2 separate regions of the Ovis aries genome follow, and region 2 is linked to region 1. The links are chromatin contacts, called in public Hi-C maps. All regions are on one chromosome and are shown on one strand. Each heading gives the region's core, a stretch centred on a gene start, on an enhancer-like site or on the middle of the called end of the contact. The rest is flanking DNA. Distances are from core to core; before and after follow the strand shown.

Region 1 (3,370 bases), core at 789-3,288:
CCAAGATTGTTAGTACACTCCAGGGGAACTGGAAACGTTAGCCAGAGCAACCACATTCCCCATGGTCTGTTACAGAACCACTCCTGGCAGGAAAATATTATGGCTTGAAATAGTTGGAGTATATGTAAGTTGTATGAGTAGAATTGGCTATGGCTGTGTTAAGTTCCTTAGCAGGGAACCCATTTTAAGGATTCCTCTTCCCAAGTACCAAGAGCTGCTTTATAAAGATACTAAGTTAATAAAGAAGGGAAACAGATTTGGAAAAGGTACTTTTATCTGTTTTCAGTTACATAGTTTTTACAAATTAACACCTAAACTTAGACAGATTTTAACAATTAGTTGTATATTAAAAATCAAATACTTTTTATATACTTAGATACCACTTTTCGGATAGGCAGACAAATCTAAATTGATTTCTTCACTGGAGCTTTTTTCCATTATGTGTTGTAAACGGATATGAAACAGGTAGAGATGTGATTGCGTGTGGATGTCCTTTGATAGATTATTTACTTTTCTCACTCTTGAGGCTTTAGGCTATGCCATACCTAAACTGTGTCCCAAAGACTTTTGCATATCTGTATTTAAATATAAAAATATTCCCCAGGGTTTTCTTTAACTCTAGAGATAGCATTATTAAAAATTTTAATTCTATAAAATGTTACTCTAAGATGAAGTGACTGCATTGCCATTGATTAACAATTTTGGGTAATCTTGATTATCTAGGAATCTTGTTACATATTTTAGGTTCTACAGAAACAATTTTAAAAATCTATTCAAAGAAGCCTTACTTTGTTGGATGGCTTTGAGGGCCCTTTATGCAGACATGTGTTGAACATTGACTGTATACAAGCATACTCGCTTCTGCTCCCTTACTTCCTGGCTATTTATATTTATAGTGCAGGAGGAATTTATAAGTTTATAGAAAACTTCATATTATAAACATATATGGACATCAAAATAGATAAGTGTAATATTGCATAACAAATTACCTCAAAACTCAGTGCGTTAAACCAGTCACTTTTCACTTCTCATGGGTTCAGGGTTGGGAATTTGGACAAGGCACTGGAGAATCAGTTTGTCTGCATTCCAGTTTCTGGAGCTTCAGCTGGGGAGGGCTTGTTGGCTGAGGTTGGAACCTTCTGGCGGGATCCTCATTCACAAGTCTGGTGGTCACTGCTGGCTTAGGTGGAGCTTTGTCTCAGACTCTCTCAAAGCACAGCAGCTTCAGGGGAATCAGCACTGCAAAAGTGAATGTTCTGGTAAAAAGACAGAAACTTCATCACCTTTTTAGGCCTCTCCTTGGTAGTCACAACAGCTTCATTTCCATTCCATCTGTCATGACAAGAGAGTCACAAGCCCACCCATGTCCAAGAGAAAGGGCCATAGGCTTTGCTCCTCTCTGATGGGAGTCAGGAATGTTTGGACATGTTTAGAATCATCACCACATGACGTAGGTTCTCCTGATTCTGCTAATCGATTCATCTTTTCCCCTTTATCTTTGTGTAGCACATACAGTGTTTTAGGTGTGTGTTCAGTCGCTTCAGTCCTGTCCGACGCTTTGCAAACCCGTGGACTGTAGCCTGCCAGGCTCCTCTGTCCATGGGGATGCTCTAGGCAAGATACTGGAGTGGGTTGCCATGCCCTTCTCCAGGGAATCTTCCAGAACCAGGGATCAAATCCATGTCTCTTGCATTGCAGGTAGATTCTTTACCGCTGAGCTGCCAGGGAAGCCGGTATTTTAGGTACTATGCCCTAAAAGGGTGTGGACTTAGAAAGGACAGCGTAACTCTTTTCCTGCCCCTGCTCTCCTCTGAGTGTTCCGGGAAGAGAAGAAGGCAGACAGATGTGCCCCAGAAATGCAGCAATGGGATGAGACTCAGACCCCTGGCCCGACGGGGCGTGACTCAGTGGTGCACAAAGCCGGCTTTTCTCACTAAACACATGGGAGGGGTCAATGCCTGCTCCCTTAGTGAGGAGGAGAGGGAACCTATGAGGAAAACCACATTCCTGCCTATTAGTGTCTCTGCCTTACTGTCGCACTTCATGAGTCGGCCTCCTTTGGATGACTCACAGGAGATCAGCAAAGTGTTCCCTCCCCCCTCCTTTTTTGAGGGAGTTTATAAACATAGAAACTAATATGTTTATCATCTTATTTAACAGCTAATTTTAAATTGTTAGCTCAATTAAAAAGAAAAATACTTAGGTAGATAGTAAAAGGGCAGAAGATAAAGTGAGAAAATAGAGAATATATTACTTAAAACATTTTAAATCTTTTATTTATAATTTACCCGCAGATTTCATCTAAAGAGTGAAATAATATTTCAAGATATCTTTGTCCCTGAAGTTTATATTAACTCATCTTGAAAACTGCTTCCAAGGGTGACTCACTGTCTGCTGTGGAGCCACAGGAGTTACGTCTCACACGCCCCCACACTGCCTTCCCTCACCCCTGCTGGTCTGAGATTGGGTCCTTTCACAGTCTGGCAGAAAGCTGGCACTCTTCAGAATGTACCGGGAACTTTGTAGGACCTAAAAGAACATCTGGGCTCTGATTTTTATTAGGACTTGTAACCAAATGTGTGACCCTTCTACCAAGGGAGTGAAAATGAGGATGGAGTGGGACAGACGTGGGCAGAGTGGAGCTTTCTGAGTGTGAGATGGCTGGGGCCTGCCCTCCAAGATAATCCGCACCCCACCCCACCCCCTGCCGCCCCGTACTGTGTGAATCGAGAACTGAAAAGAGCCCCTTGTTTACCAAGTATCAGATCAATGAGATGTCTAGACTAGGTCCGGTGAACTCTGGTAAACTGAGTTCAGTGGCATCAGGGACCAGGCCTCCTGGAGGGAGGGTTTGTGATGCCTCACTCCCCATCAAAGTGAGCACCTTGAAGTCTGTTCACACACAGTTGGTTTGTACTCCAAAATTTCTTCACGTTCTAGTAAAGATTAACCTTGTCCTTGAGTGAACTTCAGTGTGCATGGTAGGAAAAAGCATTTGGGCATGCCCAGGATTATGAAATGGAAACAGGTCAGGGAACCCTGAAAATCTGTTCTTTTTGGCTTGTGGACACTGGCAGTAGGGAGCTAGTCCAGAACACGCTGGGGCTTCATGTCCAATGAGGTCAGTAGTGTGGTGGCTACATCTGTGCCAGAACGATCGCATTTCCAGCCTCCAGGGTGGATTTCAGCTTCCTGTCACCTCTGCTCTCATTGGGTGAAGTTTTCTTTCCTTCCCGGGAGAAGAGGCACTCCAGTGCTTGTCTCAAAGAGATTCTGATCCTGACTGGTCCCGTGATGCACATCCGTGATCTCCCGACATGCAGAATCAGGGCACTCCTGGCCATCCGTGTCTCAGCTTTTCCCTCGTAGA
Region 2 (3,695 bases), core at 1,029-3,528, 440 kb before region 1:
GTCACAATGGCAGAGTCAGGGTTAGCCTGTCAGCGTCACACACCCTGAAAAAGCAACCCCCCTTGCCCAGACTGAAACAAAAACTATTCCTTTTGTTTGCCATCTTTGTACTGTTTAACATGAAATGTTTCAACAGTCTTTATTTTCCAAACATGCAAACGGGAGAGAGTGATCTGACCCACAGTACATTGACATACCATGTAGCTATAACCTTGAGATAAAAAGTAAAGGAAAAAGTCAAAACAGCTCAAACCAAACAAGTTTTTCTTCAGTCCAGACCCCTTGCCTCTGTAACAAGGGAACACACTGACATTAGCACACACTGGCCATGGTACACATACACAGAGCTACAAGGAGGCAGACCCGTGGGACCCCAGTTGCATAGCTGGGAAGTCGAATGTATTCATTAATTAATTTAACAAGTGTGTCCTAAGTATCTACTCTGTGCTAGACATGATTCTAGGTGTTGGCAATATCTTATACACCAAGGGGATTTATAAGACTTACAAGGCCTCTGATCATGTCGAACTTACCTAGTGGCATTGGTGGGGGGAGAGGGGAATTAGAGACTACACTCACAGTGTTGAGAGGAGATGGAAAATAACAGCTATAGTGGAAAGTCTGAGCTGGCTTTCTGAATATATCTAGGAATGCAACTTCTTCAAAATCTGGGTGACACCGTGGAATGGTGATTAAGACAGAAAAAGGGAGAGAATCAGAGAGAAGCTTCTCTCCTCAGCTGTACCCGTGAGCATCCTTTGGGAGCTTTTCCAAGCTATCAGAAAGGGTCAGACATAGTGTCCGTAAGATGACAGATAAGAGAAACAATGAAAACTGTGCCTTTGTCTCTTCTGAAAGAAATCCAAAGATGGAACATCCTGATGAAATAACAGGTATCTTCTCAAGCATCTTTGCTATTTGGAGGTCAGTGCTAGGGAGGAAGGCAAGGCAACCCACTCCAGTATTCTTGCCTGGAGAATCTCATGGTCAGAGGAGCCTGGCAGGCTACAGTCCGTGGGGTCACAAAGAGTCGGACACAACTGAGTGACTGAGCATGCACGCTTAGTGCTAAGCATTTTACCTGTATTGGCTCATTTAATCTTCACAACCATCACCTAGTAAGATAAACACTAATTTTGTTCCTATTTCCCACGTGAAAAAACAGTCCTCGAAAATCTAAGTGACTTGCCCTTGCCTAAGGTCGAATCCCTGGTAGACAGTGGAACTAGGACAGGAGCCTAGCTGTCTGACTCCAAAAGCCTTGTTCTAAACCATAATCTTTTCATCAACAAAATTATTTTCCTCATTTTATTTAAGGAAAACGAGAAAAGGTACTAACATTGCATAGGCTATTTAATCACAAGTCATCTGAAAGTGGTCTGTGTTTTCCAGATGTTATCTTGAAGGAGATGGTCAAACCTGTCCTTTGAGTCAAAAGCAAATACAAACTACTTTCTTACAACACATGAAAATTAAGAGATGAACTTTTGCGATTGCTTAAATGTTGATGAGCCCATCATCTAAATTTTGAATTACGATTCATGAATGGAGATCAGTAATTCAACCAACTAAGGAATTACTCCTCAAAGTTTATTTTATAACTGCATACATTTCCATCTTTGCCCTTTACTTGATAATTGAATTAACAATAAATTAACTGAGGTGAAGCTGGTTTAGTGAAAACAATGTGAAAGTCCCTAATGAAGCTTGTGCCTGTTGGGGGATAAATTCATATCAAAAATTCAAAAATAATATAGTAGAACTGAACTTTGAAGGGGTGGAGAGGTCTTGCTTTTGCTTTAAATCATTTAAATTAAATGCAATGAAAAGTGATCAGAGTGCTTATTTTTACTTTGTTTTGTGGGAAATTGTGCTGGGAAAGTGGATCTATTGTGCACAAAGGATGTTGGCTTTCTGCTGCAACCACCAGGCAGGTTGAGTTGAGAAACAATTAGCTCAGTCAGCAAGCCTTTGAATCTGAATAAGCCAGGAAGTGGTCACTCCCCACGACAGGGCAGAATGAAGGGAATGAAGGCGGTGGCCCCAAACAAGGAATGATCTCTCTGTCTGTGTCTGAAGTATTAGAATTTATCGTGTCAAATTTATGTCGAGGATTATTTCACTCCATTTTGTTATTATTTCACTAAAAACAAACGTAATCTTGTTTCCAAGTGGATCAACGGTCCACATGAGTCATGGCTACTGTCTCTTAGAAACTTCTGTTTTTCAAGGCCTGACATAGTCTCATGTTTTGGTAACGAGACGGCTTTGAGACCCAGGACCCAAGTCACAGAGGAAAATGCAGCATTTATACCAGTCTGCTGGCTGGGTTCTCATTACTCTGGGGGCTCTCAGTGTATTCTCTGGAGTTATTGCTTTCTTCCCAGTCTTTTCCTGCAAGTTTTGGTTCACAGGATGGAGTGTCTGGATTGCTTGTCCCATCTGGAATGGAGTTTTGGTAGGAAAATATTTAATATGAATGTTTTTATTACACATGTGGAGAGAATAAAGGAAAGAGGGAGGGGAAAGAGGGATGAGAATGATATATCTTTTAAAGTTTTTCAACAACATGAAGACATAAAAATTCTACAGAAAATCAGATTGTACCTTAGAACATTGATTTCTATTAGTTATCTTTTAAAATACAAGTTTTTCTTAATGTCATTTAATTATGTATACAGTATATCAGGTGGCAAACCTGCCTGCCAATGCAGGAGACATAAGAGACATTGGTTCAATCTCTGGGTTGGGAAGATCCCCTGAAGGAGGGCATGGCAGCCCACTGCGGTATTCTTGCCTGGAGAATCCCATGGACAGAAGAGCCTGGTGGGCTTCAGTCTGTGTGGTTGCAAAGAGTCGGACATGGCTGAAGTGACTTAGCATGCACACACACACAACAAGTTAGATATACTATAACGAAATGCTGTTCTCTCGAAAGTTACTTTATTTTACTGCTCTCACCTTGACATTCTGGGAAATTGGAATCTATCTGTCAAACTTCGAGTTTGGAAAGAAAATACAAACCATGAAAAATAATTTTTAAATGAACAAAGTAAAATAATTTTCAGGCAAATACTTTTATTAGAAACACTAAGGTGTGTTTATGTGACCAAGAAGTTTGCAAGCCCCAGATCTTAGGGGCTTAGCCCCATCATTTTCTTTTTTTTTTTTTTTTGTTTTTTATTTTTTAAATTTTAAAATCTTTAATTCTTACATGCGTTCCCAAACATGAACCCCCTTCCCACCTCCCTCCCCACAACATCTCTCTGGGTCATCCCCATGCCCCAGCCCCAAGCATGCTGCACCCTGTGTCAGACATAGACTGGCGATTCAATTCTTACATGATAGTATACATGTTTGCACTGAAAATAACTGAAGAAGTTGGGTGATCGGCTTCACTAGCTTCATATGTTGCCAAACCTGCATGTGCCAAATACATGTGGATACTAAGCAACTGCTCAGTGTCTGCCTGTTAAATGGTCTCACAGTTGAACAACGATATGGTGCCTCAGCTTCCTGGGTCAAAGAAACAAACACACTTAGCCTTGGAGTAGGTGGCCACCATGGCGGCATGATCGAAGAGGAGTTACAGAGGCCTGAGCGCTCAACAAATCCTTCTCTCATTGTTTCCCGGGATGCCTGATACTCATTACTGGAAACTAGATAATTCAATTTTGAAACTTGTTGATCTTATG

What was found. Hi-C and Micro-C count contacts between places; a contact is called where the count stands out from the background.
Region 2: a Hi-C map of mixed tissues shows a contact between it and region 1, with 3 times the contacts expected there. The contact joins the promoter of TMEM212 here to the enhancer-like site in region 1. A contact is called at or near these places in 5 of 16 Hi-C or Micro-C datasets (liver, mixed tissues, muscle and 2 more).

The regions. Positions count from the first base shown.
Region 1 is chr1:215,885,134-215,888,503 of ARS-UI_Ramb_v3.0, reverse strand. The region is part of intron 11 of FNDC3B (fibronectin type III domain containing 3B); the gene reads left to right. Among named protein-coding and RNA genes, the nearest start is that of GHSR, 160 kb to the right of the region's middle. Within about 2 kb of position 2,038, at least 22 of the 54 cell types and tissues checked have an H3K27ac peak or open chromatin away from gene starts, as enhancers often do. A contact at or near this core is called in liver, muscle and tail adipose tissue, where this site is marked.
Region 2 is chr1:216,329,113-216,332,807 of ARS-UI_Ramb_v3.0, reverse strand. It overlaps TMEM212 (transmembrane protein 212), which reads left to right and starts at 2,278. Exons shown (of 4, transcript XM_015092554.3): 1 at 2,278-2,458. The coding sequence starts at 2,300.